6 separate regions of the Sus scrofa genome follow, and regions 2, 3, 4, 5 and 6 are each linked to region 1. Evidence: chromatin contacts called from public HiChIP or PLAC-seq data. All regions are on one chromosome and are shown on one strand. Each heading gives the region's core, a stretch centred on a gene start, on an enhancer-like site or on the middle of the called end of the contact. The rest is flanking DNA. Distances are from core to core; before and after follow the strand shown.

Region 1 (4,528 bases), core at 1,120-3,619:
TGTAATCTTTTTGATGGCCGAAGATCTTTCCTTGTTGATGGCTGCCAACTATTGATTAGGCTGGTGGTTGCTGAAGGTTGGGGTGGCTGTGGAATTTCTTCAAATAAGACAACAATGAAGTTTGCTTCATAAAATGATGCTTCCTTTCACAATTTCTCTGTGGCATCCAATGTTTGATAGCATTTTCCTCACAGTAGAACTTCTTTCAAAGTTGGAGTCAGTTCTCTCAAACACTGTTGCTGTTGTTTATCAGCTGTTTATGAAAATATTCTAAATGTTCTGTGTTGTCATTTCAACAATAGATTAAGTTTGTCATCTTCTTTATTTTTTTATTTTTTGTCTTTTTAGGGCTGCACCCACAGCATATGTAAATTCCCAGGCTAGAGATTGAAACAGAGCTGCAGCTGCTGGCCTACACCACAGCAAGAGCAACTCAGGATCCAAGCCACATCTGCGAACTATACCACAGCTCACAGCAATGCCAGATCCTTAACCCACTGAGTGAGGCCAGAGATCAAACCCACATCCTCATGAATACCAGTCAGGATGGTTAATCACCAAGTCATGACAGGAACTCCCAAGTTTGCCATCTTTTAAGAGCATGCTCCAAGCCACCATAAAACAGTAACAACCGTAGTATCACAGATCACTGACCACAGATCACCATAACAAGTAAAATTATAGTGAAAATGCTTGAAATATCACAAACATTACCAAATGTGACACAGAGACACAAAGTGTGAAAATGCTCTTGGGAAAATGGCATCAATGAACTTATCACAGAATTGCCACAAACATTTAATTTGTAAATATTACAATATCTGTAATGCACAATAAATCGAAGCACCATAAAATGAGGTTGACCTGTATCACAGATCTCTCTAATAAAATATCCTCAGTTTTATCTGTAGAATCAAAACCAGCTTTATCTTAACTAGACTTTGTGATTCTCTTTGCCAACAAAACAGTGTGACAAGCACCCTCAAGATGAACAGATATCCAAAAAGAAATTAAACAGCTTTAAAAGACTTCAGATAGCTTATCTCAGTCCTCAGGCTCCGTGATATCTCATAGCATTCAGTGTTGTCAGCCACATCTCCTCCTTCATAACATTTTTATCTCCTAAGTCTTCTGGACACATCCACTTGAATACAGCATCAGTTAAAACCCATAATTTCAGTAGCCAACTTTTCCTCCCCCAGAAGTTGGTTCTTCCACCCTACCTTCTTGACTTTCAGTGTGTGTGAGTGTATTCACCCAGCAGGTTGCCTACTGTGAAAAATCTGTCCCTGGGAGAAGTTGGGCATCATGAAAGAGAGGTTTCAGCAAGGAGTGACCCACAGCACCTTCCCGCCGCCAAGGGATCAAGCGGTCTCAAATCTTCTCCATCCTCTCCCTTCAGCTTAATCCAAAACTGGCCCAGAGAATTACATTTCTAGCGCCCAGTCTCCTTTCTTGGTGATTTGTTACTGTCCTGAAGACTTAAGTTTCTTGAAGCCAAGAATAATTAAACTTGGTAATTCCAATTATAGTGAGGAAAAATCTCCAATGTAATTAACCCAGAGTTTTAATAATGCTATACATAATTATTCTAATAATGTTATCCACAGTCATAAGCAAATTAGAGTTTCAAAACACCATTTTTACCTCATTCTATATTATACATAGCTATAGATGATATTATAATATGTACACCTACTTATATGCAATTACTCATTAATCAAAGATTTATTGAGCAACCTTTATGCTCAAGTTGCTTAGAAAAAAGTGACTACTGTGCTAAGTGCTTTACCTCAATATTTTTATTTAGTCCCTCACAATAATACTGTAGGCAGGTACTATTACAGATGAGCAAAGACAGGCTCTAGAGGTGCTGAGTGCCTTATCAAAGCCCATAAGAGGGCAAAGGGTTCAAACCCAAGTGTTTCAAACCTGGAATGCAAGCTGTGAACTAGCACCGTTTCTTGTATCCAAAATGCTACAGGAGCAAAGAGACAAGGAGAACACTGTGGGTGGGGGAGGAAGCAGGGTTCTTCTTAACCCACAGCCAGGAGTAGGTTTACACAGAAAAGGGAAGCTGACTGAGTCCCGAGAGCCTCAGGAATAAGAGGAAGGAGGGAGCAGGCAGCAGGGACCCTGCAAAGTCAGAGCCAGGCCCTAGGCATGACTCTATGTCTCAGCTCAAGCAGCTCAATCGGGGCAGTGGGCATGTGAGGACACCCATGCCACCCTCCACAGCTCTGTTAGGTTCGTCAATGGCTTAGACATTCTTTATCTGGGTCGTCATTTCCATTTCTCACTACACTATGAGTCAGTGCTTCCCAACACGGCTCTTTTGAAAAGGCAGTGCACGTCACACCCATCTTACACTGGTCAGCAGTGATGCTGAATTGAGGAACAACTAAGGACAGTTATGCAACCAAAACTTCCAGTTCTCTGGGACTGATAGCTGCGTTATGAAACTGATCTTAGAGGAAAAAAAAAAATAGGCATTATGAGAATATTCAAAAGGGCATGATGAATACCTGGTAACGTGTGTACTTTTTAAAAATTGGAGTAGAGTTGACTCACAATGTTGCGTTAATTTCAGGTGTACAGCAAAGTGAATCAGTTATACATATATCCATTCTTTTTCAGAGTCTTTTCCTGTAAAGGTTATTATAGAATATTGAGTAGAATTCCCTGTGCTACACAGTAGATCCTTGTCAGTTATCTATTTTACACATAGTAGTGTATATATGTTAATCCCAAACTCCTAATTTGTACTTCTTATAAACACTTTTTGCTAACATACTAGATCTTATAAAATGTGCCCCAAGTTCTTTGTCAATTAGTCTTTCATAGAATTTTTTTAAGGCCTACCATGCACCTGGCACTGCTCTGGGCACTAGGGATATAGCTTTGAACACAGCACACACACACACACACACACACACACACACACACACACACACACACACACACACACACACACAGTATCTGACTTCAGAAAGCTTACGTACATACAAATACACCTGGAGAGAAGCACAAGGTTTACCTTGATAAGGACCTAGTCCTCGCAACTAGTTACTCAGAGTGGTAAAGAGGGGGAAAAAAAATGCCATTTCAGTTATCAAAGAGTTTCAAAATGAGTTGGTAATTGGATGAAATTATTTTCAAGTTTTCATATTGTTTTTTTACAAAAATAATAGTTTTCTGTTTAAATGAGGTCAAGCAATATAAAAAGTCACATAGAAAGAAGGCAATAAATCAACCATATCCTGCTTCCCAGATTAGCCTATACTATCTTTACTGAACACAATCCAGACACTTCTGGTAGCTTTAGAGACAGGCAGAGAGAAAAAGAAAATGTTGTATTATTAGGATCACACTCGATGTGTAATTTTTTAAATATTTTCTTTAAAAATTATACTTGAATTAAAAGAAAAAAAAGGAGTTCCCTTCGTGGCTTAGTGGTTAATGAACCTGACTAGAATCCATGAGGATACAGGTTCGATCCCTGGCCTTGCTCAGTGGGTTAAGGATCTGGCATTGCCATGAGCTGTGGTGTGGGTCACAGACACAGCCTGGATGCCATGTTGCTGTGGCTGTGGTGTATGCTGGCAGCTGTATCTCCCTTCAATCCCTAGCCTGGAAACTTCCATATGCCACAACTGTGGCCCTAAAAAGCAAAAAATAAAAAATAAAAATAAAATAAGAAACAGAAATTGGAGAAAAACTGAATGGAATTGTTGAACTTTGAATAAACATTCTCAACAAACAGTAACACAGAGATTCACCAAAGGGAGAACTAGAAATCCCAATGCAGAGGGAGGGGTGGGGTGGGGGCAGGGGAAGGGCAGGCAAGGACACAAGTCCATTTGCAAAGTAACCTCAGTTCTCAGGACCAGCACAGGCTTGAGTTGGATTCCAATACTTTCAAATCTGGATTTTTCTGTAAAACTTGACCCAGAAACATAGGATATTGTGTGAAACATGTTTTTTTTTTTTAAAGACCTATTATAAGAGTCTAAAAAAGCATATTAAAAAACTGCTGCCCCTTGCCTTACACTTCTAACTCATCTCAATATCCAAACCAAGTGCTTTTATTGCTTTTTGTTTTTCAAGTATTTATCTCTGTGTTTCTAAAAACTGTGCTTATGATGGTATTAGATTTATCAATTTTAAGTATAATATATTCAGTTCTTATTTTGAAAGATAACTACTATCCTTACCTCCTTCCACCTCTGTTATTTTTCTTTAAATTACTGTGAGTGTATAAACTGCTGCTAAACCAAGTGGTGAATACATTAAAGAAGGTGAGTCCTTCCTTAATGTACCACTTTTATTTTTCTAGAAAGTAACATTTCTCCAATTTTTATTATTTATTTAGCTTCATTTCTATGTCACTGTAGCTATACCCTCACTTTCAAACAGCCTCTCAAAATAATCCTCCACACGGTCAAATATATCAGCTAGTCTACTGATCCCATTTTTTCCACCTGGAGATTTCCACCCTAAAGCCCTCATTTTGCTACAATGTACAGTT
Region 2 (4,528 bases), core at 1,374-3,873, 720 kb before region 1:
GGTAGTTAGCATTTTCTGACCCTACTGTTTTCTTTTTCAAAAATAACAGAAGTCACTTAATGTTACGTAAAAGATCCTCTACAAAAGAAAACAAGGAGAAAAAATTGTTACTTGCAGTATAATATTTAAAGGGTCATTTTTGGTCGTTGTTGATTATAACATCATTAACATAAGTAGAAAGTAAAAATATGAAGGCAACCAGGGAAATCTAGTTCATTAAAAAAAGAAACGTTTCATTTTATTGAATGTACCCTTTGCTTTACTCAAGACCTTAATTTTGAACAGCGATAATTCGATCCTTTAAATATAACAGTTTGATCACTGATTGAATCATTTGGAAATTTTGCTTACTTACCTGAACTAGTCCATGCTCTTGCCAGAAGTGTATTCCTGGATGTTTCTGGTGAAAAATGGGTGTGGATTTATAGACACAAACAGACACACAAACACATACACCTGATCGACAGTCCCACCTGCATCGAAACACAAGCATGATTCTCCTTTAAACTTACAAAACTAGGCTTGTCTGAAAAATCTGTTCTTTCCAGTTCTCATGCTTCTTACACTCAATAAAAAGTCTCTTCTCTTTTTCTCTAAATTAAGATTGAGTGTCCTCACAAAATGAGGCCCAATGCCATCTTTGAGCTTTTTTCTCTCCTACCTTTTTCTTCCCAAGGTAATTTAATGTTTGGCTGGAGTTCAACACCCAAAAAGGTGAGGGGGAGAAGGGAACTGGTATGAATGTAGGAACTGTGTGTACACCATTGTTCCTGATGAAAGGTCAGTGAAGCTTGCAGATTAGATAGAAAGCAAATCTAAATTCCTAAGGTTTACTCTGTTTACAGGAATATAATTAACAACTAAAGAGCCTTTTATTTTTCTGAGAGAAAGAGATAGGAGAGAAATAAAAATGTTGTTTTAAAATTTAACACTTTTATAATTTGATGACTCTTTATAGTCTCTCTATTAAACCCTTGACCTTACCATGCAAAAAAAAAAAAAAAAAAAAAAAGAACAGGAAAAAAGGCAATTAGATATGATTATATTTATTTAATAATTAGTTTTTTAAATTTTATAATTAATCCATGATTATGATAGAATATTTTTAAAGTGTGGAGTAGTGTCAAAAAAAAAAAAAGGAAAATTCTCTTCCTCTTCACCAGTATTGCCTTTCTCTGCTCACCCCACCTCGAACGCACACACAAACACACTCACACTCACATTCTCACACACTCACCTTCATTCACACACACACCCAAACACACACCACTCCAAGTTCTATTTTCGGACTTAATTATTGTTAAAGTAACCTATGGCAGGGTCACCAAGTCTGGCCCACCTGTTTTTGTATAACCCAAGCGATAAAAATGATTTTTACATTCTGAATTGGTTGGGAAAAAAAAATCAAAAGAGTTATATTTTGTGGCATATGAAAATTGTATGAAATTCAAATGTCAGTGTACATAGATAGAAATTACTGGGTGGAGCCCAACCATGTCCTTTTCCTTATATACCATCTATGGTTACTTTTGGATTCTAATAGCCAAGTGGAGTACTGAGACAGGGACCATATTCAAAATATTTACTCTTTGGGAGTTCCCATCATGGCGCAGTGGAAACAAATCTGACTAGGAACCATGAGATCAAGGGTTCGATTCCTGGCCTTGCTCAGTGGGTTAAGGATCCAGTATTGCTGTGAGCTGTGGTGTAGGCAGCAGATGAGGCTCAGATCTGGTGTTGCTGCGGTGTAGGTTGGTAGCAACAACTCCTATTAGACCGCTAGCCTGGGAACCTCCATATGCCATGGGTGTGGCCCTAAAAAGACAAGAAAAAAAAAAATTTACTCTTTGGCCTTTTACAGAAGAAGTTGGCTGATCTCAAATCTAGGGGATTGTTCAACACATTTTTTTCCTTCCTTCCTCCCTTCTCTCTCTTTCTCTTTTTTTGTCTAAATACTCGGTATATTTAAAAAGCACTACTAAAGAGCTGAGGTGGTGACTATCTTGCTTCTGACCTAAAAGACAGAGTAGTTTTCGTAGTTTAAACATAGTGCTCGTTAATTTGTTATGTGAAGAAGGTTGCCATTGTTCACTGTTCTCCGAAAACTCGATTGTTCTTTAAAAATGGATATATATATATATATATAGTAAATTTATATAGTAATTTATATAGTAAATTTATATGGTAATTTTTTTCCTTTGATATCGTAAATTTATGGTTTTCCCATTGAATCTTCCTTGTGATTCTGAGGGAGCCCCCATGTAGCCAGGTTGTATTCTCCTTTTTCTATAGTACTGATTTGTGTGTTTGTCCAATTGTGCTTTCTCCCATCTGTAGGGTTCTCAGAGGGAACCTGTTGGAATATAACATTGAAATAGAATCCTTCCCTCTGCAGTTTAAGGAACTTACAATTTATTTTATTTTATTTTTCATTTTATTTACTTATTTATTTATTTATTTATTTTCTTTTTAGGGCCATACCCACAGCATATGGAGGTTCCCAGGCTAGGGGTAGAATCGGAGCTATAGCTGCCAGCCTACACTACAGCCACAGCAACGCCAGATCCAAGCTGTGATGACCTACATCACAGCTCATGGCAACGCTGGATCCTTAACCCACTGAGCAAGGTAAGAGGTCAAACTCTCAACCTCATGGTTCCTAGTCAGATTTGTTTCCACTGCTCCACGACAGAAACTCCCAAGGAACTTAAAATTTTAATTTTAAATTCAGCACTTACAAAGCAAAGAAACAGTTGGGCATTGATCCTTAAGTTTTCCTCTTAGAGTGGAAAAGCTTTCGCCTTGTTCTTGACTTGTAGTGGATTATAGAAAAATCTCAGAATATTAGGACATCTTTGCTCAACTTCTTGCGTATCATCTATTTCAATAGTGGGTGAGGATGAGAAACAGAAAGTGAAGTACTAAAGGGGAAGTGAAATTACATCTGAGCTGATCAGTGTTGTTGGTTCTTTCCCATTAGCGTGACCATGTACTATGTCCTTTAAACCAGGACAAGTCTGAGAGTAAAAGGAGGTCCTGAAAGCCATTGGAATTATATAGTTTTAAATAATTTTTGAAATACATATTTGTGAACCAGAATTGGTTTTATTGCACAATAGATTACAAATACTCTATTAAAATTATTCTCAAAAGTAAAAATCTTCAAAATATATTCATATACATCATAGCAAATTATTATTATTGATTTTTAGGGCCACACCCATGGCATATGGAGGTTCCCAGGCTAGGGGTCAAATCAGAGCTGTAGCTGCTGGCCTACACCACAGCTACAGCAGTGCAGGTTCTGAGCGCTTTTCTACGACCTACACCACAGCTCACGCAACGCCAGATCCTTAGCCCACTGAGTGAGGCCGGGTATTGAACCTGCATCCTCATGGGTGCTAGTCATATTCATTAACTGCTGAGCCACAATACGAAGTCCACATCATAGCAAATTTTAAAAAATTATTCTTTGTGTGTATTAATGTTAATCAGTTTCTTTGCTAAACTTGCCTCCTATACCAGGTGGCTGGTGTTTTTCTGAAGATATTTCTGATACCATTGGTCTTTATTTATTTATTTGATCTTAATGTGATCTTCTATTTATTTTTTTCCATAAAATTAACCTGCAGTTATCTTCAAAGTTGTTCTTATGGTTAATATATTTGGAATTGTCATCACCTTCAACTGATAATTTTCTGTAGATGATACTGTAAATTAAGAAAATTCTCCTGTAGTTGCTTATCTGCTAAATTTGAGAAAATTTATTTCATGGAGGATAATATTTTTAATCTTATAATGAATTTTAATCTTAATGAAAAATTATTTCAAATACCTTCTTTGAGTTTCTTTTCCTTCTTTTTTTTTTTTGTCTTTTTGCCATTTTCTTGGGCCACTCCCGTGGCATATGGAGGTTCCCAGGCTAGGGGTCTAATTGGAGCTGTAGCCACCAGCCTACGCCAGAGCCACAGCAATGCGGGATCCAAGCCACATCTTTGACCTACACCACAGCTCACAGCAATGCCGGATACTTAACCCACTGAGCAACATGGTTGCTAGTCGGATTCGTTAGCCACTGAGCCACAACGGGAACTCCTCTCTGAGTTTCTGTTTAAAGTCATTCTCCAGAAAATTATATAAAGTGAAACATGCAAAAGAAAATTGTTCCTCTTTATAATTGGTTGTAATTACATAAATTTCCAAGCTACAAAATTATATATATTTTTTTCTATTTCATTCCATTTGGGAACAGAATACAAATTCATATAATTAAAGATAATTTTAATAAGTCAAGATAGTCCATACTTGGGGTTAATTCTTTCAAGGGCAGTGACTCATATTTTTATAAGATTAATAGGTCATATTAACCATAAACTGAATTGAGGATTATGATTACCTATTCACTTTGTGTGTGCAGATATTTGTGCATCCATCTGTGTTTCAATTTGTCTCTCACTGAGACTATATATTAAAAAAAACTGTATAAAAATGTCAGTAGTAGAAAGTAGGTTTCCTTCCATCTTCCAGT
Region 3 (4,528 bases), core at 1,348-3,847, 700 kb before region 1:
AAATATATACACAGGAGTTCCCATTGTGGTGCAGCAGAAATGAGTCTGACTCGTATCAGTGAGGATGTGGGTTCGATCCCTGGTCTCACTCAGTGGGTTAGGAATCTGGCATTGCCGTGAGCTATGGTATTGGTCATAGACATGGCTCAGATCTCACATTGCTATGGCTGTGGTGCAGGTCGGCAGCTGTAGCTTTAATTTGACCCCTAGCCTGGGAACTTCCATATGCCGTGGGTGCATATGGAAAAAACAACAAAACAACAAAAAACAAAAAACAAAAAAACCAAACCAAACCAAACCATACATGCATATAAACATACACAAACACATACAACACCTTTCATTTCAACTTGATCACATTTCTCCTCCCCACACCCCCGCCTACATAACCCCAAACCTGTGCATGAAAAACCTTGATTTTTCTCTGCTTTAATTGGAGAAATGGGTGGGGGCTTTGTTTGGTCCCTAGATCCCTGTCTGTCACGAGCAAATGGGAGCTGGTGGCCTCAGCCTGAAACAGTCTGAGCACGTCTCACTGTAAAACCAGCATTTGTTCTGCTTTCCTTAGCCAAGTTCCACATCTCCAAGCAATACAGAATACAGGATGGTAGAATGGTCTGTACCAGAGCTGAGTTCAAATTTCTCTTTCTGGTAATAAGTCTTTGAGTTTCTATCTTTCCAATGATCTCTTTTGTGGTCTCAAGGATATTTCATCAGAGTAAGTTCAAGGGGCTGAGTTTCTTCACTCTAGCAGTTTCTGTATGATAAATCTGGGTTTGCGCATACCCAGCCTGGGAATGGGAACTCAGCTGGAATCCCACCTCTTTCCCCCCTTCCATTACAGTTTATAAAAGGTGATGTCAGTGTGATGAAAGATGCCAAAATGTGTACTGGAAATAGGCCTAGAGGGTTGCTTCCAGTGACTGGCTCCCCGGCCAATTACATAAGTGCTTCCCTGTTACCATATCTGGGATCCCATCTGGAGCTTTGACGTGTCAGATATTGGATATCACTCTTGGAACTGAACTTGTAGGGATGGATTTATAAATAAAGTTCACGAAAGACTCATTAAACAAAACCTGAAAGCCAGTTTATCATTTAGCATGAAAAACATTTTAGTTTCCAACAGGAGAGGTTAAAGCAGTGACCTTTGGAATCAAACAAGCAGTGCCTCTGGTCTGAGGCCTTGGTTTGATCAAATGGGAATCAGCATGGTACCTACACAATGGGGTTGTGAGCAAATTGATGGGAAGAATGCAGGCAAGTGTTTGGTTGGTTTAAATGGGGTCACCGTGATGAAGCTCATTATTCACACCATTTTACAACAGACCTGGACCCAGGATGTCTGACCCCATTTCTGAAAGAACTTTGTAGCCCTGGGTCTCGTGGTGGGCTTCCTAAGAGGGTCGCTCCACTGTCCAGGGCTGCCTGCCATCAGCCTACTTTGCCTTACATGAAAGTGCAAATGTAACTTTCAAACCTGATTATCCATCAGACTGGAAGATGCAGTTCTGGATATCCATTTCTTTTGAATCTTTTGCTACTAAATTTAAAATCTCCAGGCAATTTTGCCTTTTTATAGACCAGGGTGTTTTTCTCAGGTCAGTATTTGCGATTAAAGTGACACGTAGAAATTGAAGTCCAAAAACCACTTAAAGAGTTTCAGACTTCCCCACTTCTCTCTTTTTCACCATCTTCTAACTTAGAACCCTTCTCAGACATTTTTCTTTCAAGCATGACTTTTGTGCATTTTATGCCTCTTCTGCTCCCTCTTGATGATTTTATGTAAGTAAAACCTTTTTTTTTTTTTAATTAAGTAAAAACTTTTAAGGTAAGTAATCTCCTTTTCTGAACTCACTTTTTCTTTGGAAAATTTTCATCTCAATATGTTTCCCTGTTTCTTTGGGTTTCAATCACTTCAGCTTTGATTCTTATAGTAGATGATTATTAGAATATAAAAGGTGCCAGTAGAGAATCTTAGGAAGGAAACTGAGTGAGAATCCAGGAGACCTGGTTGTGTTCGCAGCTCTAGCTCTGCCTGACCTTGGACAAACCACTTCCTCCCTTTAATGCTAGTTATTCTATTTAATTTTTGGCCATACCTGTGGCACATCATGGAAGTTCCCAGGCCAGGGATCTAATCAGCCTCGGCAGTGACCGGAGCCACTGCAGTCAGATCCTTAACCCACAGTGCCACAGTGGGAACCCTGTAATACCAGTTATTTTACTAATTAATTAGGAATGATGTCTGCTTTACCCATCTTGCTCAGTTCTTGGGAGAAAAAAAATGAAAGACTCTAGTGTTTGAAAATGATGAAATCAATGCAAATTATTGCAGAATGGAACAAGTCTGGCTGGGTTCTAGCCTGCAGCTTCCAGCCACTAACATGTCATTTATTTTCTCTGAATCACAGTCTCCTTAACTCTAATTGGGGTGATATATCACTCTTTTTTCTAAGGTTCAAATGAAAGGGACAAAAGGAGCTGCAAGCATCCTATAAACTGCAAAATACCCCATGAGTGTGAAAGTGACACCAGAGGATTCTACTACTTCCTTGTTCTGTGTGATCAGGCAAATCAGGCACTTGTTAGGCCTCTAATTCCTTATTGGGACCTGAGGCAACAATTAATCACCATCTATTTAGAAATCTGTTTATACAGATACATATATACACATATGTGTTTTTCTTAATAACAGCAATACTTCAGACTCAGAAATACTATGCAAGTGTGTTGTGACATGATTTCTTCAACTGTAATGACATTTGTTTTTAACTGGTTCATGAAATCTTAATTTTTGTTAGAAATGATTTCCAGGCAACATTCCTTGAACTTAAAGTGAAACCAAATTCCTAGGTGTTGAATAAATCCTGATCCATTAAAATCTGTTTTAGTTTTGTTTGTCAAAACGGAAGTGAGGCATGAATGGCCTGGGCAGGGCCGAGGATTTGAGGCTCTGGGAGACATTCTTCAAGGTGTTGCTTTCAAGTCAATACTCTACCTAAAGCCACCCAGGGTGACCCTCCTCCTCCTCCCCACAGGACAGACAAGGTTTATATCAGTAACCAGAGAAGGGGATGACATTGTTGCACTGTCCTCTAAGCATCATTTTCTCATTTTCTAGTACTGCTAAACCTTGATTTTGAATAGGTAAAAAAAAGATCAGGTGGGATATCAGCTGAAAAATCTCTGAACCTTATGTGGTTGGTCTTTGGGATGAGAAATGTTACAATGTGAAACGGAGAATACAGCAATTCATCTCTTTCCTATTCCTAGGTTAGAGTTGCCCAGTGAAGGTGGGCTTTGCCCCAGGAACCCATAGGGATGTGTAGCTACATGTGTGTGAAGGGTGCTAGCCTGCATCAGTAACGTGAATGCCCTCTAAAGTGTTGGGTTTACTTTTAACCCCCTTCTATCGTTGCATCTACTTTTGATAATACAGTCAGTGACTACACAGCTCTGCTTAGTGCCACAGCAGTGATTACTAGTCAGTGGTTAAATTTTGAGGAAGTCTAACAAATGGATTTCTGAGTCATTCACTCTCAAAAGGTATGCATGCCTTGTACAACACTGGGAATATAGCTAATATTTTGTAATAATTGTAAGTGGAATGTAACCTTTAAAAAATGTATAAAAACTAAAAAATTTTTAAAAACTAGTTACTCTTCATGTAAACAGATGGTCAGAGGTTTTTGGATGGAACCTTATAATCAAGTGACGTCTTGAGAGGTTTGTAAAATCTGCACAGGCCACTTGGTGGTGCTCATGACAGTCTTTGGGATGAGAAGACTGTCTGAAAAGAAAAAAGAAAAGACACACATCTTCACAGCTGTGACATTTTAGTTCTGCTTTACTGAACAAAAAGTGGTTCATTTCCAAATTTGATCCTAAATTTGAAACCACAGTATACTATAAAACCTTGAACATTCCTGAGAAAACAGTTTGAGGTGGAGTTCGTTTGTATGGTTCCAGAATGATCTCCTGTCAACAGCCTCTTTGCACAACAGAGAATTATAAATACAAGCTGTGGCTAAAAGTTATTTTAGCATGTCAAGTCCAAGCAAACCATGACTGGAATTCTAATGACCTTCTGTAGTTAGAAAAATGGTCAAAATATTAAAGAATCAAATTCACAGGGAACAAAGAGTATTCTTTTCCTCACTTATGAAATCCAGTGATGACAAGGATTCAGAAATCTATAGGCAGGATATCTCTCTTGCATGAGGTCTGTTTAAAAAGCACAAGATGAGCACAACCAGGCAGTTTTCCTAAAATAGTTTTGATTTATTTATAAGTCAGTACTGGACACCAGGGTTCATATCTTATGTGTGTCTCTATATACACTTACAAAGCTAATGCCTGTCCTTTATTTGCCCTTATATTGTATAAAGAAAATGTGAGTCTCAACCACCACCCCCAGTACATCTTCTTTATGGGAGTTCCCAGGCTAGGGGTCGCACTGGAGCTGCAGCTGCCGGCCCGCACCACAGTCACAGCCGTAGCAACGCCAGATCCAAGCTGTGTCTGA
Region 4 (4,528 bases), core at 897-3,396, 620 kb before region 1:
CGTTGGGCTTCACACTCACCTCCCTCTTTCACCTCCTCTCTCTCTGATATGATATCAAGATTCTCACCTCCCAGCTATTCAATTCTTTTATTTTGTCTCTAATTCTACTAAAATGTGTAGCAACTAGAAACCAAAGATGAGGTCTCCTCACCTCGCTCTTTCCTGTGGCTTTTGCTATTGCAACTGAAAAATGAACTCATCTTTGAATTTGTGCAGACATATCATACTATTAGTTCCTATTGAAATCATGGCATGAAATTTTGAAATTTTTGATAGATACTGCTAAGTCAGTTTCTGTCCCATTTCTTCTTTCTAAGTTCTGGACCTCACATCAGTGTATTATGTTTGTCCATTTTACGTTTTATCTTAGAGCTCATTATTCAAAAGAGTTTGAATTCTGAGTCTGTAATCCACTGTATCCATAGTCTCTTTTGACTTCTGTTGCCTCTGTGCTTTGTGAATGGACCTTCCGTAGTTTCATCAAAAGCAGTGATGAAAAGGAGTCAATAGGACACAAAGGAGACTCCTGTGAATTGCTACTAGAAATCTCTTTAGATTGGTATTAATCTTTTAATTAGAATCATTACTAGTTGTCCAGTTACAAATTCACCTAATTATCCAAACACTCAGCCTGGTTTTTCCACCTTAAAGAATGTTATGAAACATCTCAGCCAAACTCTCGCTGAAAAATTCATGGGCTGCATTTCTTTATCACAGAGGAAAATAAAGTAATTCTTTATAACTGGTTTTTGGTATATCTGCCACATATTTCAGTCATCACTGCTTCCCTGTCCATTGTTTAGAAACCATATTTTAAATAATCTGTCCTAGAACTTTGTTATACAAAGCTGTTATTTCTAAATTATCTCTCCTTTTGGAAAAACTATAATGAATTCCTCATATCCAGCTTTTTTGCATTTTCTATACTTTATGATTATTAAATTATCATCATATTTCACTTTAAAACTCTCACTTGCCCTAGCTAGGCTTTCCCTGCTGTGACATTTCATTAATTTAGAGTTATTACATAATTATTTAAGTTTCTCTAGGGCAGGGACTACAGCCACCACTGACTTGGCCACAAAGCATATTTTGCTGTATTGAACAAATGACTCTCTTTCCTTATCTTGGCTTACCAAAGTCAATTCAAAATTTTTCAATCAGAAGATCATTTTATTTGTTATATTTTCCTGTAAATAACAGAAAACACAAAATCCACAGCACCTTCAACAAAATAGAGGTAAATGTGATCCCAGGTGAGCAAGGATCCATCTCCTCCTTTCTTTTTGCTCTGTCATTCTTATGCCCCGAGGTCCAACAAGCTGCTGGAGTTCCATCCATTACCTGTGTCTTCAAGGTAGCTGGAAGTAGAAGGGGCAAGGTGACTCACTGCTGAGACAGCTTTCTTTAAATAACCTGCTTATTCTTGCTTTCCATAACTTTGTCAAATGGCCACACTGAGCTGTAAGGGGCCACACATAGGTGTAAAATGTAATCCTTGACTAGGTTCATTGCAACTCTGGTGAAAGTTATTTCTGTTGCTTTGGAGATGAGAACAGCCTTTGGGTGGCATCAGTCAGCACTGCTAAAACTTAAGGAGAGAACAGACTAAATAGGTATTCAGGACTTCCTTCTTCATGTTCTTCCAAAAAATTTGTCTTAAGACAGTTTCGGAATTCCTGTTGTGGTGCAGCGGAAATGAATCCAACTAGTATCCATGAGGATGTGGATTTGATCCCTGGCCTTGCTGAGTGGGTTAAGGATTTAGCATTGCCATGAGCTGTGGTGTAGGTTGTACATGCGGCTTGGATCCCATTTTGCTGTGGCTCTGTTGTAGGTTGGCAGCTACAGCTCTGCTTCATCCCCTAGCCTGGGAACCTCAAAATGCCTCATGTGGCCCTAAAAAGAAAAAAAAAAAAAAAAAAAACGAAAGAGAAGACAGTCTCATATCTCTGACCAACTTTTTGCTTCAAGCATCAGTAATAAGCCCATTTTACTGACTGTAGAAGTGTATAGACATTTTACATCTTAAAATTTAGACTTCTTAACATGCTTTTCTATTTGTTTTTGTTGATGTTTCTATGTATTCATACTGGCTTCTTCAGCTTCCTCCTCTCTTTAGTTCTCTTTTGAGATTTGCAGTTACTCAATCAGAGCAGCAATTTTTCTGGCTTTCTAACCATGTCGAGTCACATTGATTTCCAGATGCTTAGGTCATGGACTTATGAATCTTTTTCCTCTATTTTCGAAAAGCTCTCTTCTGCACATTTTCAAGAGGATGTATCTAACTGGTAAGCGTTAGTCTTTTCCTGCCAGTCTCCTGCCCCATTTTATGCCAGTGGGATTGGACTGGAGCTTCCATTCTCTGCAGCCAGGGCTGGGCACCTCTCCCTGGCCTGGTCATTGTTCTCTCCTTGTGTTCACAGTGATTGCTCCCAGGATGGGCAAGTGATGCAAATCATGTCTTTTACTGAAGCCACTGCAGGGGGCCCTGCCCTTCCTTCTGAGATTGTTAGAAGCCATCTCTAGCACTACCTGGAGAGAAAGCGTGTCTGAGAATAGAGCCAACACAGGGGAAAGCATAGCAGATGGAGGACTGAAGTGAGCTTTCTGAGAACATCTTTTGAGTACCACTCCTTGTGCTGTATAAGCCAATTAAAATCCTTTCTCCCATTAAGCAAAGTTTAATTTTTGAAACTTGTACTTAAAGGAATCCTTTCAGCTTGGTTAGGTAACCTCTTCCTGGTTCTTGTTCAGTCCACTAGCCAGCCACTTTGAACTTATTTGTTAAAATGTACCTGTTTTATATGTTACAGATGACTCCACTTGTGCTAGTTGGATTACATAATGTGGATATGAAGTACTTACAGGTTACAACCTCTAACCAGTCAGTGTCTACATAATGGTGCTACTGAGAAATCATCAGGTTCCGTGTTTATATGAAACAAAGGATTGGTTTCAACTTGGACTCAATCTCACCAGTTTCTCTGCTGACTTTCTTTATTTTAGCATGGAAAGATCCTAGAGGCAATTGCCTAGAAACATGACTGTACTAGAGAGGGGAAAGTAGAAAGAGGCACAAATAATGCATTCCAGAGACCAACTGGGACCCAGGCAGTTTTCAGAATATTCTGAAGGAAATTAAAACCTCTTAAGAAACCAGTTAATAACATTTCAGTTCTCCAGAACTTGAACTTTGAGCAACTAGAAATTTTCAAATATTAATGAAAGGCCATGATATAATTAAGAGCCATTTCAACCTAGAATGGCAAGGGACGCAGGAGGAGGGAAGCAAAACTGACATTTGTTGAGCTTCAGCTAAGTGTGAGGCGTGGTCTAGGTTTCTGTTATGCAGAACTTGATACTAAAAACTTTGAAAGCAGAGGCATTTTCAAAGCCAAAACTGTCTTCCAAAGGGGAAATGGGAAGATAGTGTCTGGTATATAGGAAGCATTCAGTAACTAGTAGCAACTATGGTGATGATAGTGATGCTGACAGACACCTGGGTAAGGTAAACCTTCCCAGCACATTGAGGTTGGGTTCTGACACCCTGAATGAGACACCAGGTCCACAGAAGCCCTTGGGTTTCTAATTGAGCAAAATAAAATACCTTGTCATTGTCTTCCAGGGGTAAATATTAAAATGTACTTCCTCAGAGTTCCTGGCATGGCTCAGTGGTTAATGAACCCGACTATGAAAATATGAAAATCTTGGCTTCAGGGGTGACACTGAGGGGTAATATTATTTTAAAATAATAAATAATATTAGGTTGGTTGACATTTCACTAACTCTTAAATTTGGAAATATTCCAAATTATGCATCACCAGACAATAATTTCTGAACAGGTTCAATAGCACTAAGATTTTTTTCAAAATCTTTCAAGTATGACAAACATTTTCTGCAACAAAAGGCAATCTCTATCAACTAAATAACTGTAATTATGAACTAACATACTTTATTTTAAAAAAATTAAAAAATTTTTTGGCTGTGTCTGGTGCATGTGGAAGTTCCCCAGCTAGGGCCTGAACCTGCACCACAGCAGTGACCTGAGCCGCTGCAGTGACAATGCTGAATCCTTAACCACTGCACCATAAAGGAACTCAAAACATACTTTATTTAATTTATTAGTATTATTATTTTTAATAGTTATTTACCCAATACAATTTTTTTTCTGCTGTACAGCATGGTGACCCATTTACACATACATGTACCCATTCTATTTTCACACATTATCATGCTCCATCATAGTTCCCAGTGCTACACACAGGATCTCATTGCTAATCCATTCCAAAGGCAATATCTATTATCCCCAAGCTCCCCAACCACTCCCTCCCTCTCCCCCTTGGCAACCACAAGTCTATTCTGCAAGTCCTTGATTTTAAAACATACTTTATTTTTAACAAATGACAAAACCTCAGTAAAAGATTATATATCCCAATTATACTTTACTTCATGCCTTTTCTTTTTCTTTTTTCCTTTGCTTTTATTTTCCTTTTTCTCTCTTCCTCTACCCTACCCTTTCCGTGCC
Region 5 (4,528 bases), core at 1,257-3,756, 600 kb before region 1:
TATTATTATTTCACATAGTGGATATTCTAAATAAATCTGTAGGTATTTTTCTTTTCTTTTTTTTTTCTTTTTGCTATTTTAGGGCTGCACCTGTGGCATTTGGCGGTTCCCAGGCTAAGGGTCCAGTCAGAGCTGTAGCCACTGGCCTACACCACAGCCACAGCAGTGCTGGATCCTTAACCCACTGAGCAAGGCCAGGGATCGAACCTGTACCCTCATGGATCCTAGTCAGGTTTGTTAACCGCTGAGTCATGAAGGGAGCTCCAGTATTTTTTCTTTATTTGTTTTCCTCAGCCTGCTGTTTCCCTCTTCCTCTGTCTCTCCATCCCTCCCTCACTAGTGTTTTCTTTAACTTTATTTTCCAATCCTCAATTCTTTTGTTTTCAATTTCAACCATCAAATTTTAAATTCTAAGAGCTAATTTGGATTGTTTCTTCTATTGATATTTTGTTTTTATTTAAAAAATTTTGACACTGAATACTTTATTACTTTTTGTACCTCTTCACCCATTTCTTTAATATTTTATTTTTAAATAAAAGTTTATTTCCATTTTATAAATAGGTCTTCTCGGAGTTCCCATCATGGCTCAGTGGTTAACAAATCTGACTAGGAACTATGAGGTTGCAGGTTCGATCCCTGCCCTTGCTCAGTGAGTTAAGGATCCAGCGTTGCCGTGAGCTGTGGTGTAGGTTGCAGAGTCAGCTTGGATCCTGTGTTGTCTGAAAGAAACAAGACACAATGGAAGTCATACTGTGCAGTTCATTTTTTAAATTATGAAATTATACAAAGATAAATGTGTTGGTTAAGACTGTATAATAAGTTGTGAAATTATTAAAAGGAGGTCTTGTTCTTCATGAAAGAAAAACATGAGTCAATGGCTAATGGCAGATAGTTTATATGGAAAGAGACTTTAGGAAGCAGGATAAGGGAGTAGAGAGTGAGAAGAAGAAGAAAGACCAGGCCATACACTTGTGTATTTCCCAGGCCATTGCTGAGAGCCAGGAACCCTGAAGACAGGACAGAATACCTGCCAAGATTATGTTTGATGGACAGGAGGTTGGAGTATTTATCCATCAGTTCCCATTCTCCACTGGTAGAGGGTGTGTGGACTTCCCCTCCTGTGATTCGTGCAGGCTTGTAGAAGGTCTTGGGGCTGAAAAGCTGAAAGACGCAAGCCAAGCACTTTGGGTGCAGCAGTGTCAGCATAAATCTGAGCTCATATCTAACTGTCCAACAAAGCTGTGATTACAATCAAGCTGCCACAAAAGGCAAGATGACAATTAATAGCAGACAGTATAGCAGTTACCTCTAGCAGAGAGGGAAAGAACTGTAAGTGAGGAGTTGTAAACTGTGGATATGAAGGGACTTTTGGGGTGCTGTAATACCCCATGATTTTATTTGCAGTTACACAGATATTGCTTTGTAACCTTCTAAGTGGATGTACATTTACAACACGTACTTCTATATTATGATATAGCCTCGATTGATCATAGTGTCCTGAAATTATAGGCATTTAACCTTATTTCTATATTAAAAAAATTATGTATGAGAGGGGCTGGAGGCTTGAACAAAAGGTAATACCAGATGATAAATGTGTAGTTATGTTCAGGATGAAATGAGAGAAAGATGGATAGTGTAGAAACCACTTAGGAAACTATATAGTTTAGATATTTGCTAATAACAGTCTGAATTATTGTGTTGTCAGGGTAAGTGTGGAGTAAGGAACAATATAAAAGCTATTCAAACCAGATCAGTCTGACTTGATGGAGAAATCAGCAGATATCTATCTCTGAGATTTTAAATCTCATCCCTTTTATCAATGACACAGAACTGATCACATCATTTTTGATGTGTTGCCACAGGACTTTGTGCCTTATACACATTCTGATTTGAGTTCCTACCTCACTGAATTGGAAATGCTAGTACAGGTCTGCTTTTCTATTTCAGGATAAACATGGAGGGGAGAAATTGTGAGTTTATATACATATTAATTGATGATGTTTATTGAACTACTGGATTATGAATAGTGAACGAGTTATGAATTATGAATAATTAGCAAATTAATGCATTAGACAAACCTAATAGAAATTTAAACTCATGTTGAGTAATTGCTGCATCAGTAAAAGCCTTTGCTAATGCTAATACATAACTGCACAAGAAACAGGGGAGTAAAAAGAATGATTAGTAGCAGAGATGAATTTTTAAAAATATATATACAATATATTCTCATAATATATATTTTATAAAAAAATATATATATATTTTGTGATAGATGTTATTGCTTCTGTCACTAAATAGTGAAAGTATGCTCTTCCTTGACTCATTCTATCAGGCAGCTGTACAAGTAGCATCGTTATTTGTGGTTGCTCTTTTGAGACAGCAGGAATGGACTTTTCCAGACTCTAATTCTCTACTTGAAATTGAGCCTGCCTTTGAATTTTTCTCCCTTCACTCCCTACTTTAATCCAATCCTCCCTATAGGGGGAGCTAAGAGATTTGAGTACATTAGGTATAAAGGGTTCGCTATTAGTTGATCACAGAAACATTACTTTCATGTTGCAAACATAACACTCTACCAATAAATGTTTGTTGAGTAGATGCATGAATGACTGGGATATTTTTGGGTCACCTACTTTGAATGACTGAGTGTTTTAGGAGTACCTGCCAGATAGAGTCAGTGAGAATGGTTGTTAGGACTACTTGAGAGGCAGCCAACATTAGTCAAATCAGCTGCTACTTCTGGGAGCATGGTCTCAGAGAAGTTACCCAAGACCAGTGTCCCGAAACTACAAAAAAAAAAAAAAAAAAAAAAAAAAAAGGGGAAAAATACTTCTCAAAAACTATCCCCAAGAAAATTATTTCATAATCCATTTTTTTTTTTTTTTTTGCAGATGTCACAGTAAATGGGGTAAGCAAATAGGAATAGAAGCAGCATGTGCTTTGTTCTTGCATTTTCAAAATTAGATCAGAGTCTGGGATAAGATCATTAGCTACAGACATCAATTTCTCACATGGTAATAACTTTGGGAGATTAAAAGTGTGCATAAAACTGTTTTTTTTTTTTTTTTGTTATTCATCAACATTATCCAGACCCTCGTTATCTTCACTACTCCACTCTCTTAATGACCCTTGACCATTTGAAAAGAGCAGGATAGTTAAAAAGGAAGTGGAATAGAGAGAGAGGGAATGTTACTTGGAAAAATATGCTTGTAATAGCAATCTTATTTTTACTAAACTCTTGACAGTGTTTTTAGTAGTTGCAACAAAAGGGGATTTAAGTGGAATCTATTACAGACACCTTCACTTTACTAAAGGAATAAACTATTCTACCAAGAGGAGTTTACGAATTTTTGGAAACGTACCTTTTTTTTTTTTTTTAAGTAGAAGTAATGCTGAACAAAGTTAGTTTTATCATGGAATAAATAGAATTACTTGTGGTTTACTTTGTTTTATTTTAAACCTTTCTCATAAAATTTTCTTTTGCTTTCTCTAAAATCTTTACTTGGCCAGGAGAATAATCTGGAAAGTTGAGACCAGGGAAAACATGGATGGCAATGCGCTCTGTGGTTTGACTGTGCTAGCAACACAAGCCACTGTTTGCCCTCCTTTGAGTAAGGGAAATGAGTTAAGCTAAGGATGGGAAAGATTTGAAGGTGAGGGAGGGTGATGGAAAGGGCGCTAGGAATAATTTTTATTTTGTTTTTGGAGATGGAAACAGGGCAGATACACTCGTATCAGCAGCTATATGGTTTCCTGAGCTATGAGTCCTGAAATAATGACTATCTGTGGAGATCCACAACGGCTGCATAGAAGAGTCGTCAGTACACTCTGTGATCTTCTGATTTATTCCTTTGCCCAGGAAAGTCACCATTACTGAGGTTTTTCCTGTCTAGCAACTTGCTGCCTCTACTCCAATTTCATCTACTCCGCCCCTTAATCCCCCCCACCCCCGCCCCCGCCCCCGCTTCAAGGAAAGAGGAAAAGATTGCTTTAAAGGGTAAATAGAGTTTCACCGGTAGAGTGGGATTTGCAAGAGAATAACGGATGGGTTATGATTATCAGCTGAAATCAGAAAATATTTTATAGGCTGTAAACATTTTTAGGAATTTTTAGGGTCAAAAAACTCTCAGCGTTTCTCTAGGGATCATTTCTACATGCAACGTATTCGTAGTGCTTTGTGTAGTGTGAAGACTTTATAAAAATGTAATTATTGTGAGATATTTTGGTTTTATTTAACAAGATTGTATGAGATCATGGAGTTAGCAGAAAATAAATATCTGCTGATTTCTCTTGATCTGATTTGCACTGTTTATAAACTAGGAAGTCAGATTTATTTACTTTTTAAATCTTCCTTTTAGGTTTCTATCATATAATATATTTCAACATCTATAAAAATCTAGCACCTATGGTTATTGTTGGTTAGTTATTGTTCATGGTGCCTATTAAAAATGTTGAAGTTATTTTTTATTGCCTACTTATCTTCCCCATCTAGCAATTGTTGAAAATTGAAAATAATCTTCAGCGATTT
Region 6 (4,528 bases), core at 1,421-3,920, 570 kb before region 1:
CTTCAGTATTTCAGTTCATTGTGTTGATGTTTCCATCTTGAACTTATTCAGAGTCCCTCATTGAAAAAAGATAATTAATGATTAATATGTGACCAAAGCTACTCTTTATACCTAGCTAGACTTTTCTAGACACCACACTGTGGCTCATCAGCTCCAGAAAACATTTGGATTATTAACACTTAAGACCCTCTGAGTCACTCAACTGTCCCAGATAAATGAATTGTCCTCCATCTCTCTGCCTGAGAGTGTTTTCTGACCATAGAATTTGTTATGTCCTAGTAGTAGAGGCTGGAGTGTGACCTCAGGAATGACCCTCAACTAATAAGGGGTGGTAGCTGGTGGGCAAACACCTAGCTTTCTTCCTGTTGCTGGGACAGTTCTAAGGAATATTCTGCACAGCTTGTTAAAAGATCTCAGTGGGACTGAGCCCAGATTTCCACCGAAGTAATCTGCTCATTCACACACTCTGTGTTGTCTTCTTCCCCCTTCATTTTACTTCCCTATTTCTTCCTCTCCTTCCTGGGGTCACTTCCCAAATAAACCACTTGCCCCCCCACCCCAGTTCTTGTCTAAGTCTGCTAACCCAAAATGAGACATCCTCCTGTTTTGTTTTGTTTTGTTTTTTTCTTCCTAGCTTACAGAAAAACACTTTCCAAATTAAAAGATTTTTAAAGAGATTGTGTTTAAAGGAATCTACTTATGTTTTGTCACCAGTGAGATTACTGATTTGGGGAATGTAATGGAATTGCGAAAAAGATGTGGGAAGGATGGTAGTGATAGGACTCAATGGCCAGAAGATGCACATTTCTAGTAAAATTCCTGGGTGGGCATCTTTATGGCATATGCTGCATGCTGCCACGTACTTAAGACTGTATTTTTTTCTCTCTCTCTCTCTCTGTGTGAGTGTGATGAAGATTCACCTTGTTCTTGTACAGATCTGTTTCTAGTCCAAAAAATTTGATGCTAGGAAAGTTCTATCAGGAAGCTGGTAAGAAAACACTTGGATTATTAACACTTAAGACCCTTTGAGTCACTCATCTGTCCAGGATAAATGAGGTATCCTCCTCTAATGTTTATATTGTCTACAGTAAGCATTGTGATCCTGCTTTAAAGCTCACATTGAAATTAAGGCCAGGATATTGGAAGTAAAAATCCATGAAACCTCCATCTTCTACAGTGTACATTTATTCTTAGGTGTGTGTGTGTGTGTGTGTGTGTGTGTGTGTGTTATCAAAAGAGACCCTTAACCTAAAAATCAGATTAACCAGTGACTCATGGATCTTTAGGAATAGTTTTAAAATTTTTATTGTAAATCTGCTATAGAAATGTTTGTTCTGGAAATTCCCTTCTGGGGCAGGGGATAAGAATCTGGGTTTTGCTGCAGCTGTGGTGCAGGTGGCAACTGCGGCACAGATTTGATCCCTGGCCTAGGAAATTCCACATGATGTGGGTGCAGCCAAAAAGAAAAGAGAGAGAGAGAGAGATGTTTGCTCCAACAATCCTCTTCTTCAAGAGAAAAAAAAAAAAAAAAAAGGCCATTCAGAAGAAGAGAAGCGTTTTCTTAAAGAGCAAAAACAAACAAAAAACTTCAGGCCATTGAGGTATCTGAAGGTATTTGAAAAATAGTTACTCTTATAGTTAAATACTGTACTTCCATACCAACTATTGTGAAGCTTTGGCAACTTACCAGGAGGTGGGGCATCCCTAGTTTATTACAAGTCTTATATTTTCTGGAATTTAAAGACTCATTTCTTTTTGCTGTAATCCAGGAAGCAGAATGATATTTTTTAAACCATAAATAATCTAAATTTCCATGAAGAGCCTATTTTTAAGAGTTCACTTTCTTTCTTCAAACTAAGACCTCTACATATTTGTTCTTTTTTTCTGCATTAAAATAAATTTTGGTTGTTCCTTCTGATCTCAGTGGTGAAGTGTAAGATTCACTTTATAGTCAGTACTATAGCTATAATTGTATTTCATTACTAGTGGGTGTAAAAGCTAAATTTAACAACAATAACATGAAAGATTTTTTTCCTGGCTCCATAAGTAATTGGATTTATATTCTTACATGACGTTGATCATAAGAGATAAGATTAAAAAAACTAAACCATCTGGAACAAAGGATTTGATTAGAGATGACAGTTGTTTGGGAGTTTATTTTTATAGGACAAAGGCGAGTTTTTGATTGTTTATTTTAGTGTCAGAGCATTTACATTATGGAGGTATTCATATCTCCATTTCTTTCGTTTGCTCTGACACACTTCCTGGATATTTCGAACCACTCTGTTTTGCAAGACCACTTTGCATTCTGAAGAGGTTTCCTGCCTAATTTAATTCCATTAACTGATTGCCATGGAAACTCTTGATATCCTTCCCTTTCCTGGAATGAACCATTGGCTCTGTTTCAAACAGAATTTCTTGGCACAGAAAATAGAGTAAGTTTTACAATGTAAAATGTGTGGCCAACAAAAAAATACCCTTCAGGGTGACCTACTGAATGGAGAGAAGTTACAAACACACACATCCCCACTGAACATAATAGGTGATGATTTAACACTTAGAGACAAGTAGCAACATAGTCCAAATCAAAGCGAAGGGATGCCTGACTGGTTTTCCAATTTTATTGAGGAGGAAGTTGAAGTCTGGCCTTTGCCACATATCAGCCCAGCAGAGTCAAAACTACCAATGACAGAGTAACCCTTAATGAGTCAATCTGAATTTTTCAAGGGCTTCCCAATGCAGATTCATTTGGAAGATGTGAGCAGTTGGCCTGGAAAAATAATTTGTACAATGAACAAAGAAAGGTCTATCCATTTTTAGCATGAATTTTATTTTAAAAATATATTTTTAGAGGAAGACTGAATGTATTAATATATTGGGCTATGAGAGCTATGCTTTGAGACTAGAAACGTGTTCTGGGTTTATTCCCTCATATTTGACAATTTTTAAATGAAATTCAGGAGAAATAGCAAGTTAACCATGTGGCGAGAGGAAGTATTATGCCTTATGTTTACTTCTTTCCTTCGTGTATATATATGTTAGAGAATGTTTTAATTGTACATCTGAATATATATATCCACAAATATGATACATGACTATTGTATAATAGTGTCTGTCTATTGTATACAGACATGCGGTTGTCAGAAGCACAGACTTATAGAAAAAAGTAGGTAAGTATTAAGAGAAAGAGTAAAGTCCTTTCTAAGGATTATCTGTAAATTCAAGTATGCAACAGCTTCTAGAGAGTAACTTGTGTTATGCTTTTGTCATTTGTCATAATATTTAGATTTTGCATTTCCTTTGTGAAAAAAAAATGAGTGAATCCCAATCGAGAATCTATTCCTGGGAGTTCCTGTCGTGGCACAGTGGTTAACGAATCCGACTAGGAACCATGAGGTTGCAGGTTCGGTCCCTGCCCTTGCTCAGTGGGTTAAGGCTCTGGCGTTGCTGTGAGCTGTGGTGTAGGTTGCAGACGCGGCTCAGATCCCGCGTTGCTGTGGCTCTGGCGTAGGCCGGGGGCTACAGCTCCGATTCGACTCCTAGCCTGGGAACCTCCATATGCCGCAGGAGCGGCCCAAAGAAATAGCAAAAAGACAAAAAAAAAAAAAAAAAAAAAAATCTCTTCCCCACCTGGTTGTGACCTCTGATTTCCTAAGAGATAAAAGTAAGAGAAGCCAAAATTTTGGTTCCTTGCAAACCTTGGTTTTTCTGGCAGACATTAATGGTTTTTTTAGATAGCCTGAAGTTTGTCTATATGAAATTATTGGGTCATGAATTTTTTTCCTTCCTGGGGTGATAATCATATTTTCTTTTCTTTTCCCACCATGCATTTACATTTCTAGAAAATGCATTAGTCTAAAAAGTTTATTTAAAATGAAATTGCACATGTGTGGGGAGCACTTCCCAAAAAGGAATGAATATTAGGCAAATCTAGAAAAAATAGCAAAATAGTTTTATGACTCCTAATTATTGCAGGTAATGGATTTCAAAGCCTAGATTATTATTTGGAGGGCTCTACCTCGATTATCCAAATTAGGAAAGTATAAGATTTCTTTCATATTAGCTGTGGTCTTAGCTGCTTTGTGGAAACTTCCCAGCAACTCTGTTTTAATATCTCATCATGACAAAGCAGTAAATAGCTCTGCCCATCCCTGTATGTTCTTCACTTTCAGTGTAATTTACTCTTGGCTATACTGGACATAAATCTCAGTTTCACAGTGTTTGCTCTTTTGTTAGAACAAATGCCTGAGTGTAAATTATATTCATACCTATTCTTGGAATAGTTTCTACAAACCACTTCCCTTCATCCTGTGCTGACAATTTGAGTGCATACCAGAGAGTGCATGATGGAATCTCTGACCTGATTTTGCAGTCCTAAGAGATTTGGAGAGCAGTGATTAAGATTCTGACATTGGCCTGATATTTCAGTGAAGAACTGCAACTTCAGGAGCCCCTTCACCAAAATTAAGTTGTTTTTATATACTACCTTTTTTTGTTCTTTGCAGACATCAATGTATTGTTATTTTTT

What was found. HiChIP or PLAC-seq counts read pairs in DNA pulled down with a chosen protein or histone mark.
Region 2: a contact with region 1 is called in an H3K27ac HiChIP or PLAC-seq map of alveolar macrophages. The contact joins two enhancer-like sites. A contact is called at or near these places in 1 of 47 Hi-C or Micro-C datasets (embryonic fibroblasts) and 1 of 2 datasets of contacts at active chromatin or transcription factors (alveolar macrophages).
Region 3: a contact with region 1 is called in an H3K27ac HiChIP or PLAC-seq map of alveolar macrophages. The contact joins two enhancer-like sites. A contact is called at or near these places in 3 of 47 Hi-C or Micro-C datasets (embryonic fibroblasts, mesenchymal stem cells and retroperitoneal adipose tissue) and 1 of 2 datasets of contacts at active chromatin or transcription factors (alveolar macrophages).
Region 4: a contact with region 1 is called in an H3K27ac HiChIP or PLAC-seq map of alveolar macrophages. The contact joins two enhancer-like sites. A contact is called at or near these places in 7 of 47 Hi-C or Micro-C datasets (brain, embryonic fibroblasts, fetal heart ventricle and 4 more) and 1 of 2 datasets of contacts at active chromatin or transcription factors (alveolar macrophages).
Region 5: an H3K27ac HiChIP or PLAC-seq map of alveolar macrophages shows a contact between it and region 1. The contact joins two enhancer-like sites. A contact is called at or near these places in 1 of 47 Hi-C or Micro-C datasets (embryonic fibroblasts) and 1 of 2 datasets of contacts at active chromatin or transcription factors (alveolar macrophages).
Region 6: a contact with region 1 is called in an H3K27ac HiChIP or PLAC-seq map of alveolar macrophages. The contact joins two enhancer-like sites. A contact is called at or near these places in 1 of 47 Hi-C or Micro-C datasets (embryonic fibroblasts) and 1 of 2 datasets of contacts at active chromatin or transcription factors (alveolar macrophages).

Annotation. Positions count from the first base shown.
Region 1 is chr9:86,836,517-86,841,044 of Sscrofa11.1, forward strand. The region is part of intron 1 of LOC110255481 (a long non-coding RNA gene); the gene reads right to left. Among named protein-coding and RNA genes, the nearest start is that of SNX13, 250 kb to the right of the region's middle. Within about 2 kb of position 2,370, at least 18 of the 83 cell types and tissues checked have an H3K27ac peak or open chromatin away from gene starts, as enhancers often do. A contact at or near this core is called in alveolar macrophages and retroperitoneal adipose tissue, where this site is marked.
Region 2 is chr9:86,115,653-86,120,180 of Sscrofa11.1, forward strand. It overlaps LOC102158500 (anterior gradient protein 3), which reads right to left. Exons shown (of 9, transcript XM_021063960.1): 2 at 356-400. Among named protein-coding and RNA genes, the nearest start is that of AGR2, 64 kb to the left of the region's middle. Within about 2 kb of position 2,624, at least 4 of the 83 cell types and tissues checked have an H3K27ac peak or open chromatin away from gene starts, as enhancers often do. A contact at or near this core is called in alveolar macrophages, where this site is marked.
Region 3 is chr9:86,140,429-86,144,956 of Sscrofa11.1, forward strand. No RefSeq gene overlaps it. Among named protein-coding and RNA genes, the nearest start is that of AGR2, 89 kb to the left of the region's middle. Within about 2 kb of position 2,598, at least 6 of the 83 cell types and tissues checked have an H3K27ac peak or open chromatin away from gene starts, as enhancers often do. A contact at or near this core is called in alveolar macrophages and retroperitoneal adipose tissue, where this site is marked.
Region 4 is chr9:86,211,750-86,216,277 of Sscrofa11.1, forward strand. No RefSeq gene overlaps it. Among named protein-coding and RNA genes, the nearest start is that of AGR2, 160 kb to the left of the region's middle. Within about 2 kb of position 2,147, at least 4 of the 83 cell types and tissues checked have an H3K27ac peak or open chromatin away from gene starts, as enhancers often do. A contact at or near this core is called in alveolar macrophages, where this site is marked.
Region 5 is chr9:86,239,260-86,243,787 of Sscrofa11.1, forward strand. No RefSeq gene overlaps it. Among named protein-coding and RNA genes, the nearest start is that of AGR2, 190 kb to the left of the region's middle. Within about 2 kb of position 2,507, at least 5 of the 83 cell types and tissues checked have an H3K27ac peak or open chromatin away from gene starts, as enhancers often do. A contact at or near this core is called in alveolar macrophages, where this site is marked.
Region 6 is chr9:86,267,446-86,271,973 of Sscrofa11.1, forward strand. No RefSeq gene overlaps it. Among named protein-coding and RNA genes, the nearest start is that of AGR2, 220 kb to the left of the region's middle. Within about 2 kb of position 2,671, at least 3 of the 83 cell types and tissues checked have an H3K27ac peak or open chromatin away from gene starts, as enhancers often do. A contact at or near this core is called in alveolar macrophages, where this site is marked.